Regions from separate parts of the Sus scrofa genome. Here region 1 is linked to region 2. A link is a contact called in public promoter capture Hi-C data. All regions are on one chromosome and are shown on one strand. The core of a region is the stretch at or near the end of the contact, and the rest is flanking DNA. Distances in the headings are between cores, read along the strand shown. Region 1 holds the start of KIAA1429 (protein virilizer homolog). Region 2 holds the start of DPY19L4 (probable C-mannosyltransferase DPY19L4).

Region 1 (7,070 bases), core at 3,040-5,539, 180 kb before region 2:
AGAGGGTGCAGCCCTAAAAAGCAAAAAAAAAAAAAAAGCAAAGAAAAAGAAAGCAAAGGCAATGAGTTTTGGGTTTTTTGTTTTGCTACTTGTACTGCCCCTCCTAGTTTTTTGGGTTTTTTTTGTTTTGTTTTCGTCTTTTGCCATTTTCTTGGGCCACTCCCTCAGCACATGGAGGTTCCCAGGCTAGGGGTCAAATCGGAGCTGTAGCCACAGCAACTCGGGATCCGAGCCGAATCCTCGACCTACACCACAGCTCACAGCAACGCCGGATCCTTAACCCACTGAGCAAGGCCAGGGATGGAACCCGCAACCTCATGGTTCCTAGTCGGATTCGTTAACCACTGAGGCACGACGGGAACTCTGGCCCCTCTAGATTTATAACTCGCCTCCGAAACTGTTTTTCATAAATAATTGTTAAACAGATTCCCAACTTCCTACTGTGCAAATCTATTTGGTGTATGACTAAACAAATCAAAAACTAAAATATCCTGTTCCCATCAAACACACTTTAAACCCACTTCCAGAATTTTCTGACTAACGATGGTCCCACCAATTCTCTAGTCTTTATAACTAGAATTCCATCATTTTTAACTACTCTCACACCATCAGTTGCCATCCTGTCAACTCTATAATCAAAATTTACCTTGTACCTACCTATTCCTTCCTTCTTAATCTCACTGTAATATAGCATAGCACAGCTTTAGAGCTGGAAAATGTGCTTTGCCTTTTTAGGAAAGTTACCAAACCTCTCATGCTCAGTTTCCTTATCTATCAAATAGGGATAACCACCTTCCAAAATTAATGGAAGGATTAGAGATAATGTATTTAAATTACCAAAGCACTGCATCTTGCACAGAAGCACTCAATAAATGCTAATGATGATTAATGCACACCTGCTAATGCAAGCTTTCACTGTCTCACCCTTTTCTCAATTTGCCATCTCTAATTTTTCAGAACCATTTTTGGCATTACTGATGTACCAATGTACTAACCTACCTTAATTTTTCTAATCATATAATTTGCCTGCTCAAAAACTATTTTTTTTTCCTTTTTAGGGACACACCTGCAGCATATGAAAGTTCCCAGGTAGGGGTCGAATTGGATCTGCAGCTGATGGCCTACACCACAGCCACAGCAACTAGAATATGAGCCGCATCTGTGACCTACACCACAGCTAGGGCAACACCAGATCGCCAACCCACTGAGTGGGGCCATGGATCGAACCTGCATCCTCAAGGATACTACTCAGATTCGTTTCCACTGTGTGACAATGGGAACTCCTCAAAAACTATTTATAAAGGAGTTCCCTGGTGGCCTAGTGGGTTAAGGATTGGGCCTGGTCATTGCTATCACTTGGGTCACTGCTATGGCTTGGGTTTGATCCCTGGCCCAGGAACTTCCATTTGCTACAGGCATGCCCCCTAAAAACAAAAACACAACACAAAAAACTATTTATTTCTTATAAATCCCATGCTCCTTTGCTGACCATTCAAGGAACTATGTGATCCGGCTTCAAAACTGCCTATCAGGAGTTCCCGTCGTGGCGCAGTGGTTAACGAATCCAACTAGGAACCATGAGGTTGCGGGTTTGATCCCTGCCCTTGCTCAGTGGGTTAACGATCCGGCGTTGCCGTGAGCTGTGGTGTAGGTTGCAGACACGGCTTGGATCCCGCGTTGCTGTGGCTCTGGCGTAGGCTGGTGGCTACAGCTCCGATTCGACCCCTAGCCTGGGAACCTCCATATGCCATGGGAGCGGCCCAAGAAATAGCAAAAAGACAAAAAAAAAAGCCTGCCTATCAGGTGCCACGTCACACTTCAGCAAAGCAGAGGTCTAACTACTCCAGGAGAATGCCCTCCTTTCTATCTATAACTGTGGAACATATCCTCTTTCACCAAACACCAAGTTCATATACCACCTGCCTTGATGAAATATTCCCTGATACTCTCAGTGAAAAGCAATCTGTCCTTCCTCTGAAATCACATTTTATTTGTACCACCAAAAGGGAGCTAAATGTTGACTGGGGTCCTAATGTATCAGACACTGATGGGCATTCTGGAAATAAAGGTGACAAAACCCAAAAAATTTCCACCTGTCTCTTTATCCACTCATCATAATCTAACTTCAATCATAATTTTATGGACCTCATCTTCAATATTAGTTATAAACTCCTTGAGAACAAACATCTTAACATTCCATATCCCAGAAAAACTCTACTCCTCCAAGAGTCGGTGCAAATGTGATCTCTACCAAGCCTTCCTCAATCATTGCCAGGAGAAGCTACTTACTACAAGTCCTAGTCTCTCCATGGTGCTCAATGTTTGCTTAAGAATGAATGAAGAAATACTAGATTTCTAAATATACAGTAAGTGTATGAATGCTAACTTTTCTAAACTAGAATGCTAACTTAATTCATCATGTGGTTTTCTTTCATCTTTAACTGTTCTCTTATTTCTGTACTCATGATAGGTTTGTTCTTAGCCAACTACTGCCTCCACTGTGAGTTTTCTAAAGCCTAGCTGGCATTACAGTCAAGAGAAGCATTGTCATCGATCAAACAGCTAACTGACCCACATGGAATGAGAAATTACAAATCAATCATTTAGTATATCCTAAAGTTTCCAAACATCTGATCCTTATGGACCTATAAACCACTCGTTAAAATAATTAGAAGATCAAGAGTGTTAAACTTTTGGAGTTCCCGTCGTGGCGCAGTGGTTAAGAAATCCGACTAGGAACCATGAGGTTGCAGGTTCGATCCCTAGCCTTGCTCAGTGGGTTAAGGATCCCGCTTTGCCTTGAGCTGTGGTGTAGGTTGCAGAGGCAGCTCGGATCCCATGTTGCTATGGCTCTGGCGTAGGCCGGTGGCTACAGCTCCGATTGGACCCCTAGCCTGGGAACCTCAATATGCCGAGGGAGCGACCAAAGAAATGGCAAAAAGACAAAAAAAAAAAAAAAAAAAAAGAAGATTGTTAAACTTTTTATTCTACCATGCACCAAAGTACAACCACTACCCACTACCACCACTATCTCTGAAAGAAGTTCTCTCTTGGGGTACAAACTACTGTATGTATAAAACAAGCTACAAGTATATATTGTACAGCACAAAAAATATACCCATTATTTATAATAGCTTTAAAGCGAGTATAATCTATGAAAGTTGTCAATCGCTATATTATACACCTGAAACTAATATAATATAAATCAACTATACCTCAATTTTTTCAAAGGGAAAGTTTTCGCTAAGATAACACTGAAAGAGAAAAAGGAGCTCTGGGGTTTCTTTAAATTTCTCTAGGGACTTCATTACTGTTCGTTTTAGGGAAGCTTTCGTCAACTATTAATTTACATATCGCAGAGCCCTTCAGGGGCGCTCAAATTAACACAGAACAGAATTACAACAGCCCACTCTCTCCCCTCAAACCACAATCTCTCCACTTCACAAGCATTCTCCACTCAAAGGACGTACCATATACCTATTTCTCGTTCCAGTGAGCGAAGTCTTTGCAAGGGAGAAGTACTATTCAAGTTTCAGGGCAAATTGGAAACCGCCACAATCCTAAACCCAATGGGTGTCACATCTGGGTAGCCTAACTCCCGTTAGAAAAGAGACCTAGGAGACGGGATTTAGAAATCACGTAACCAACGTGATCCACTCAGTCACCACCACTACTGTCAAACACAGGCTGTCCAAGACTCCTTCTAGAACACCACCTGAGGGAAACATGAGAACCGCTTTCCAGGTCAAAAGCAGACCCGGGGCGTGGGGGAGCAAAGAGAACACAGTACCCAAACCCACCAAAGACAACGCGGGCATAAGGTAACGCAAAGAAATGCAGGAGCTCCCTCAGACGCGGCGCCCACACCCAAGTTGGTGGGGGCGGGGGGGTGTATGTAAGGAATTAAAGCGACAATCGGCACGAGGAAAAGTCGAAGCACACCTAACGATTTTTTGTAAGGGTCCTCAAGTCGAAAAGCAGGGTCGGAATCACGTCACGAAGCCTTACCTCAGCGCTGGGGTGTTTAAAAGTGTCTAAAAATAGCAGCTCCATCGCCGAGTCCACCGCCATGTTTGCCGCGGGCGGGGGAAGGGGGAGGACTTCCGGGGCAGCCCTCCCAGCTCGGCGACAGCGGCTCGGGACGCGGAGAGACGGCGGGACTTCCCGTGACCAGAGCGCTGGCGCCGCAAGCCTGGGCCTATCCTGACGCGTCGCGCTGTCGGAAGTCTCCGGCCCAGCCTTCTTCAGCGCGGCGGAGACACCCTCAGAGAGCCGAGGGGGCGGAGGGAAAAGGGAAGGGACGACGGCGTCTCCAATGGGTCAAACCTCCCTCGCTCTACTGCGTTTTACAGCCACGACGGTCTGGGGTGGCCGGGTGCAAAGCACGCTCTGGAGAGGCGGAGGCGGAGTCAGCCGCGCTGCCAATTCTGGATACCCCGCCCTGTGAACCCGCTAACAAGTAGCCTTTCCAAACTGCAAAAAGGTGCATTGAGCGAGGTTGAAAAGTAAGACCTTTCTTTTTTTTTTTTTTTTAAAGAAAAGAAACTTTCAAAATGAAAAGGTTTTTTTTGGTCTTATCTGCAAAATGTGAATTGTCAATAGTAATAATACCCAACCCACAGACTGGGTAAGGATTTATTTAAATAGGATTTAAAAAATTATAAAACGTGAAGTAAGACTTCCTGTCTCCCTATTGATGAACATGGGAGCGGTTGGAACTATTTCGTAGTGGAACCGTTCGGTAGTTCTAAATTAGCACGAGTGTTTAGAAGCTCGATTAGGAATTAGCTAGTAAAATTACGTCTGCCTACTTCACTTCTAGGAAAATTCTTGCGCATGTGCCCAAAGAAACACCTACAGATACAAGAATATTCATGGCAACTCTTCATAGTTTTAAAAAGCTGTAAACTTAATCGTCATTAGTAAACTGTAAACTCTGGTGTTTACGCCATATAACAGTATATGGTAGGTAGAATGAACTAGTGCTATATCTACTAACACGGAGAACCTAAAAAATGATAAAGCAAACACCTATTTTGCACGTATTGTAGAGTGTGTAGTATAAAAGAGCATTTAAATAGTTCAAAAACATATAAAATAAATTAACATAAAAATATGTTAGCAAAATTTAAAAGAAATGCATTAGAACTGTATATACTAAAATTTCAAGAGAGTGAACCAGAGGGAGATGTGATTGAGAAGTGGACATAGACTTCAAATGCTTTGTTAATGGTTTTTTATTTTGTTTTTCTCTTTTGGAGGCCTCAAAGCATATGGATTTCCCTGGCCAAGGATCAGATCCCAGCAGCAGTGTCGACCTAGCTGCAGCTGCAGCAGTGCTGGAGCCTTGGGATTGGACCTGTATCCCAGCGCTCCCAAGAGGCCACTGATCCTAATGTGCCACAGCGGGAACTCCGATAACATTTTATTTTTTAGGTTGGTAGTCGTTAAACAGGTGTGCTGTACATTTTTATTTGTACCTTTTGATATGTCCAAAACATTTAATAATGAATTAATTTTTATTTTTTAAAGTAAATCTCCAGTCCATCCCCTTCCTCAGCCATCCAGTTATCCAGTTTCCTCTATTAGTTAACAGGTTATCGCTTTACTATTTGATTTTTTTTCAAAGAATGATTCTTGCATGCATATTTATTATTGCTATCATTTTTCTGTCTTCTGATTCTTCAGTTTCTGCTTTTGAATTTGCTAATTCCTTCTTTCTGTTCTCTAGGCTCATATGCTATTCTTTTTCTAAGTTCTATGGTAATGCCCAAGTTACTTATATTCTTGTTTATTACTATAGTTATTTTTGTCAACCACTTCTCTAAGCACTGCTTCAACTGTAACTAATAACCATAGAGTGCTTTTATTATTGATATTTTTTACATAGTCTCATTTTCTTAACTTTGATTTTCTTTTTTGACTTAAGAGTAGTGTGAGGTAGATTTTAATAATAATAAACTATTTTTAGAGCAGATTTAGTTTTACGGGAAATTTAGCAGATAGTACAGAGTTTCTGTCTATATATCCCTTTTTACCTATCAGAGATTTTCCTATTATTATTGTTTTGCATTAAGGTGGTACATTTATTACAATTGATGAGCCAGTATTGATACATTGTTATTAATTAAAGCCCATAGTTTGTTTCACTGTTGTGTTGTACATATATACCATATGCATGCTTGAATTTTTAGACTGTCTCTGAAGTAGTTATGCAAGAAACTGATCATTGTTATTGCCTCCAGGGTTGATGGCTAATGCACACAAATAGAATTTGTTTCCATGTACATTGTATTACCTAATAAAAGGTAAAATTTCTAAAAGTGAATAAGAAAAAACTTGTATAACTTAAAAGAGTATAAACAACTCTTTTAAGAACTTTTATTGTATAGAACAAAGATATGAGGTGGTTGTTGGAGGGGAATGTGGACTTAAGAAAGAGTATTTTAAAGAGTATTTTTGGAATGGAGGCTAATAGAGCATGTAGATTGATGAGAATGAAGCATGGGGAGAGAAACGGTGATGATGAAGAGACATGGGAATATTTGAAGTGGCAAAGTACCAAGTAGATGGGTGGGATGATACCTGGTGGCCAAGTAGAAAGCGATCTTTTGGAGTTCCTGTCATGGCGCAGCGGAAATGAATCCAACTAGGAACGATGAGGTTGCAGGTTTGATGCCTGGCCCCACTCAGGGGGTTAAGGATCCGGCATTGCCGTGAACTGTGGTGTAGGTCGAAGACGAGGCTTGGATCTGGTGTTGTTGTGGCTCTGGCGTAGGCCGGCAGTAGCAGCTCCAATTAGACCCCTAGCCTGGGAACCTGCATATGCCTTGGTTGCGGCCCTATTAAAAAAAAAAAAAAGAAAAAAAAAAAAAGAAAGTAATCTTTGCTAGACAGAACACCTGCTCCCTGGTAACCAGAAGCAAGAAGGAATCCATAAGTACACAGCAGATAGGAGTGATGATTTAGTGTGCTGAAATAAGAGAAATCCTTTTTGATGTTTTCTGAGTCTCAGGGCAATCATCACCTATAATTAAAAGGACAGAAAGATGTGTAGAAGGTCAAAGAAG
Region 2 (6,673 bases), core at 1,669-4,168:
TCATGGTTGCACAGAAAGCAACCATGTAGAAGATAAAGATGGATGTAGAAGATAAAGCAGGATCTGGAGGCCCTGTTAATGGGATTAGTGCTCTCAGTTGCTTCTGCTCTGGCTCCTTTCCTAGCCTTGCACAAATATAGTCCTTTGTTACAAAGTTACAGAGTGGGGCTTCCTTGTGTTCCTTTGGTCTGCCTTTTTACTTTATTGCCAGCATGCAGTTAATTCAGCTGAATTATTCAGTAGCTACATATTGTTGCTGTTCTAAAAGTGAATGTTGATAAATGAGTAACAAAGCTGCTGATTACACCCTGGAATTTGAGCCAGCGTTTTATAACTGAAACCCATATGATAGTAAACACCAGAAACATTAAAAAAAAAAAATCAATGTGGAATTGTCAGCTCCTTCTGAGTGGTCCTCAGGCTTTCTGTGCATGATTCATTTTTCCTTACTTGACACTCTCTCCATGGTTTCATCCTCAGCCACCTTCTCTATCTATTCTCTGGGCAAACTCACTCATTTACTTCCACATTCTCCTTTGGAGCTACAGAATTCCTTTTTTTTTTTTCTTTTTCTTTCTTTCTTTCTTTCTTTTTTTTTTTTTTTTTTTTTTGGTCTTTTGTCCTTTTAGGGCCGCATCTGCGGCACGTGGAGGTTCCCAGGCTAGGGGCTGAATCGAAGCTGTAGCTGCTGGCCCACACCACAGCCACAGCAATGTGGGATCCGAGCCATGCCTGCAATCCACACCACAGATCACGGCAACTCTGGATCCTTAACCCACTGAGCAAGGCCAGGGATCACACCTGCGTCCTCATGGACATTAGCCAGGTTTGTTTCTGCTGAGCCACGATAGGAACTCCAGGAATCATTTTCAACTCACCATGTATTACACCCAGTTTGTCATTAGGCTCTGTAAATTTTACTTCAGCACGTTTTGAATCCATTCACTTTGAACATTTTTATTTCCATTACCTTATTTTAAACCTTTATGTTTTTTTCAGGCACACTTGAGGCACGTGTAAGTTCCTGGGCCACGGATTCAGCCTACATCACAGAAGTGAACCCAGGCCTCTGCAGTAAAAACTCTGGATCCTTAATCTACTGCACCACAAGAGAACACCCTGTAGTTAATATTTTGAATGAAAAAAGTTTGTTTTCCTAACAAAATTACGTGGATTCAGGGATAAAGTATGCATTCTCATTATCCTCATGTGGAGGTTTTAGGGTTCAAGGGAATAATGTTTCTACTAGGGAACACAACATGATACCACTGATTTCTATCAAAAGACTGAATAATTATCTCTCTTCTATCATATTTCCATTTGATTTTTTTTTTTTTTTTGGTCACACCCATGGGCATTCAGAAGTTCCCAGGTCAGAGATGGACCCCACATCACAGCAGTAATCTGAGCAACAGCAGTGACAGTGCTAGATTCTTAACCACTTGGCCACCAGGGAACTCCTTTGCTATTTTTTCTCTCTATTCACTACTGTATAGAGCAGGCACATTTACATTTAAGTTCTTCAGGTGATCATGAAGGAATTACAGAAGGAATCATCATTTCTTAAGACCCTTGACTTGGAGTACCTGTCGTGGCGCAGCGGAAAGGAATCTGACTAGTATCCATAAGGAGGCAGGTTCCATCTCTGGCCTCACTCAGTGGGTTAAGGATACGGTGTTGCCGTGAGCTTTGGTGTAGGTCAGCAGATACAGCTCCAATTTGACCCCTAGCCTGGGAACCTCCATATGCTGTCAGGGTACAGCCCTAAAGACAAAAAAAAAAAAAAAAAAAAGAGGCAGAGAGAGACCCTTGACTTGGTAGAGTGTCCCTTAGCGGCCACTGTATTGTTCCCTCATGAGGGGGAATTCTGCCTGCTTATCATCTGATCATCGATATCAGCAGGCCTTTTCTGGGCAACTGGTACCCTCCACCATATTTCTAACTCCTCTATGTTTGGCAGGCAAGAAATATTTACAGGCAACTAAAAGCATAAAAAGGGTTCCTGGAACTGTTTTTGCACAGCAGTGAAAATTGAGAGCTTCTCCCAAAATATCTTAACTTGATCAAGGTGTTATTAGGAAGAAGATTCTTGCTGCCTGCTGAGAATGGGACATCCACAATAACCCCATGACATAGGTGAGTTCCTGTGCTTTTTTCCTCTCCTTCTAAAAACAGGCATTTTGTAAGTTCCTAAATTTACTTTTTAGTACTGTTGGTGGCGGAAGGTCCTGCCATATATGGAGAATGCTAGAAATAATAAAAATGAAGACAAACAGTGTAACAAGTTAAAACTGTGTTCCATTGCTGTGGAATATCTAAACGCAGCCCGTCCTCCGCACTGGCCATAGCACTACTGTTTTTAAAGTAATATCATAAAATGCAAATGAATTTGTTTAACCAGTTTTGGTGGTTAAATACACTAAGTTCCAAGCACAAGCTTCTTTCTTGCAACGGTCAAGTGGCCAATGTGCCAACCTAGAGTGTTTTCCCGCTCTCTGAAAACACCCTTAGGATGCAGAAGCCCTCAGTTCCAGTTCTGACTCCGACTGGCTTTATGACTTACACTTGCCGGATCTCAGTTTCCTCTCTGTAAAATGGGGCGAGTCTGGGGGCTGGATCTAGATATTCTTTGCCCTTCTGGGTCCAACTGCAAAAGCCCCCGAAAACCCAGTCGGGGTCGCATCTTTGGTTGAGGACAGCAAAGGGAATGGCTGCATCAGGACCCTGGGACTCACCCCGGGCGGGAGGAGGGCGGGGGAGGGGGCGTGCCCTGAGTGCCAGCAGTGGGCGGTGCCACCGGCGAGGAGCCGCCTTCCTGCCCGCGCAGGCCCTGGCGCTCCAGCGAAACGCTCCGGCCGCTCTCCACTCCCGGCACTTTGGTTCCAGGGCCCTCGTGGGGGACAGGATTGGCGGTGACACCGGAGGGGGGCGGGTCAGGAAGTGGGGGCGCGGCGGCCAGGAGCGGCCCTGGAGCGGCCAAGAGGTTCTGTAGTGCAGAGGGTGGGAGACTCCGGGCCGCGCTGGAGCAGGGGGTACTCCCCGGCCTCCGCTGAGACGATGGCGGAGGACGAAGGTGAGCGCTCCGAGGCCGGGCGCGACAAGTGTCGCGGAGATCTCGGGGAAGGGGAGTCGGTGCGCGAGGGCTAGGAGGCCTGGGTTGCTGGCTGTTGATGGTCGTAGCTGTCGGGTGGGAAGCGAGGTGGCGACGGGGGAGGTGAGTGGAGAAATTCAGGAGTGGAGTAAATAAATGGCCTGAAGTTGCATCCACCCAAGTGGGAAGCAGAAGTGGAGCTTAAAGTTGAGAATCCGGTAGGAAGAGAAAAGGCCGTGGGGGGAGTGGTTGGGCGGGAGGACTGTGAGCAGATGATTAATGGGGTGGGGGGCATGCTTTGGTTTAGATGTAGCTTTATTGAGTGCATATTCGAGAGGGAGTGTTGTTTAACCAAATGCCCCTCAGTCTGAGTACGCTCTTGAGGTCTTTGGGTTCTACAAAGTCTCCCCCGCAGGCTAAGGGGACAAAAAGAGGTTTGGGATAAACGAATTGGAAGGGGAAGAAGAGACAGAAACTGAAGGTCAAGTTCACTTATGATCGGGGGAGATGGCAAAGGGAGAAGGGATATAGGTAGTTTTGGGGGGATCTGGAATCCAGGAGTGCTTTGAGGGTGAAAGTGAGTGGGCTGGAGAAAGCTTTTCATGCCCCTTCAGGGCCAAGGCAAAGACAGTTAATTCACTCAGAGTATTTATTCTTAGAAATTGATTTATTGATAGAAATTATGATTTCTCTCATAGAAATTGAGAGAAAAATGAGTTGAGGAATTGAGCTAGTGGTAGATACTATAGGAAACATTTGTAGCCTATCTTCATGATATCCATACTACTTTCAGGCATATGTATATATACAGATATCACCCTAATGAGCAGTTGGATTTGTCATTCTTTTGGATATGTGACTTTTTACCTTGTTGAGGGTTGTGAATGTGATCTGCTTAGATTTAAGCCTTACTGATCCAAGAGTACAAGGAGGGAGTTTGGGGAATTCAGTGGAAAGAGATTTAAAAAAAATCAATTTTAAGAAGTGTTTGCTGCTCTGCGACTTGCTGCTTTGCCCCGTGCACAGTTTTTTTTATTTTTTTCCTAAAGTGTAGTTGATTGACAATGTTGTGCCTGTTACTGCTGTACAGCAAAGTGACTCAGTCATACATACATATACATTCTTTATGTTATTTTCCATCACGGTCTATCCCAGGAGATTGGATATACTTCCCTGCGCTGTACAGTAGGACCTTGTTGCTTATCCATTCTAAATGTAATAATTTCCATCTGCTAACCCCAAACTCCCAGTCTGTCCCACTACCTCCCCCCTTCTCTTTACCCACTCTTGTTTCATATTAGCTTCCTCTTCCTTGAGTGTTCAGTGTTAAAACAGATCTAAATTTAAGACACTCTACCTAAAAACAGGTTCAAAACCAAAACTCTTTGTAGTTGGTAAGGAGGAATATAATTCCATTTGTTGCCTTGGTTTTGTCTTCAATTGCAATATATGTAATACTTTTTATTTTTTATTTATCTTTTGAGGGTCGCACCCTTGTCATATGGAAGTTCCCAGGCTAGGGGTCAAATTGGAGCTGCAGGTACCATCCTGTGCTACATCCACAGCAATGCCAGGCACCTGTGACCTACACCGCAGCTTGATGCCACCCTGGATCTTTTAACCCACTGAGTGAGGCCAGGGATCAAACCCACAACCTCATGGATACTAGTCAGATTCTTAACCCGCTGAGCCACAATGGGAACTCGTGTAATACATTTTTTTACTTAAGAAGAATTTTTTTTTTTTTGGCTGCACCTGAGGCATGTGGAAGTTCCCAGACCAGGGACTGAACCTGAGCTACAGCACTGACAACAACAGATCTTTAACCCACTAAGCCACTAGGGAACTCCTATAATATACAATTTAGATTTTTTTTTTCTTTTCTAATTGCAAATCCCTGGGGTAGGCTGATAAGCTGGCTTGTATGTTTCCATGAGGACTTCCATGCCTAAGTTAAAGCATGAAAAAAAATTACAGTACAAAAAGTCTTTTTTTTTTGGTTTTTGTCTTTTGTCTTTTTTTTTGGCTGCACCCGTGGCATATGGAGGTTCCCAGGCTAGGGGTCAAATTGGAGCTATAGCTGCTGGCCTACACCACAGCCACAGCAACGCCAGATCCTTAACCCACTGGGTGAGGCCAGGGATCAAATCCGTGTCCTCATGGATGCTAGTCGGGTTCTGGCATTGCTGTGGCTGTGGTGTAGCCTGGCAGCAATAGTTCTGATTCGAGCACTAGACTGGGAACCTCTATATGCCTCGGGTGTGGCCCTAAAAAGACAAAATAAATAAATAAATAAATAAATAAATAAATAAATAAATAAATAACTTACTCTGGGAATCTCTTCTCTTGATGCTGTAGAGGGTTATGGTATTTATATTTATGTTTCTTAGAAGAAATAATAGAGCAAAGGAAGAAATGACAGCCTTGAATGGAGCAGAATTAACACTTCACTTGGAAATTGCTATTATAGTCTAGGTGGACGTTTTCAAGCTTATTTGTAGCCCTGTTAACAATCTCATGTGAAGATCACTGGCCAGAGACTGAAATAGCAGGTTATTTTTGTGGCTGTGTTATCATTTTTATTTAGTTTGACTTTTTCTCTAGTTTCTTTCTTTGTTTCGATATGGACAGATTCTTTTTCTCAAGTTTTATTGAAATATAGTAGATTTACAGTGTGTTAATTTCTGCTGCATGATGAAATAATTCAGTTATACATATATACACATCCATTCTTTTTCAGATTCTTTTCCCATGTAGATTATTACAAAATATTGGGTAGAATTCCCTATGTGGACAGATTCTTTTTTTTATTGAAGTACAGTTGATTTACTAGTTTGACTTTCTTCTTTTTTAAATTTTTATGGCCATAATGACAGCATATGGAAGTTCCTGGGCCAGGGATTGAATCTGAGCTGCCTCTGTTACCTACACTAAAGCTGCAGATCCTTTAACCCACTGTGCCAGGCCAAGGATCAAACCTGTACCTCTGTGGCCACCAGAGCCACTACGGTTGGAATCTTAACCCACTGCACCACAGCAGAACTCCTAATTTGACTTTTTCTTTATAGGGCTAAAAATATAAGATAGTGAAATTCTACCCCAGAGCTTTCCTATCAGAATTAATAATCTAGTTTGTCCACTGCTTTGTCTTTTGTTGATTTTCCTTGTAGAGATTCTGGGCTTTATCTATTATGAAGATCAATATAAAGGACATGAAATAAAATTTACATCCAGTCAGTTTTGTTTTATGGTGACAAACAAAAAATTTAGGGACGAGAGTGAAGAGGTTGGTTAAAAAGAATACTCTTTCCCATGTTGTAGTTTTTGCTCCCACAGTTCAATACCACTGAAATTGGCATGTCTCAGAATCAATGCACATATTTTGGAGTTCCTCTGTGGCTCAGTGGGTTAAGGAGCTGAAGTTATTCACTGCATGGCTCAGGTTGCTATTGTGGCTCGGGTACAGTCCTTAGTCTGGGAACTACCACATGCTGAGGCCGTGGCCAAAAAAATAAATAAAATCAGTGCAGGTATTTAATATGGGAGTGTTTTTTTCCCCTTGAAAAATGGTTATTAAATATT

What was found. Promoter capture Hi-C pulls out the DNA fragments that hold promoters and counts their contacts.
Region 1: a promoter capture Hi-C map of liver shows a contact between it and region 2, with 2.8 times the contacts expected there. The contact joins the promoter of KIAA1429 here to the promoter of DPY19L4 in region 2. A contact is called at or near these places in 1 of 5 promoter capture datasets (liver), 2 of 47 Hi-C or Micro-C datasets (heart right ventricle and psoas muscle) and 1 of 2 datasets of contacts at active chromatin or transcription factors (alveolar macrophages).

Annotation. Positions count from the first base shown.
Region 1 is chr4:42,159,643-42,166,712 of Sscrofa11.1, reverse strand. KIAA1429 (protein virilizer homolog) reads right to left here and starts at 4,289. Exons shown (of 24, transcript XM_021089096.1): 1 at 4,009-4,289. The coding sequence starts at 4,071.
Region 2 is chr4:41,982,064-41,988,736 of Sscrofa11.1, reverse strand. It overlaps DPY19L4 (probable C-mannosyltransferase DPY19L4), which reads left to right and starts at 2,918. Exons shown (of 19, transcript XR_002343212.1): 1 at 2,918-3,073.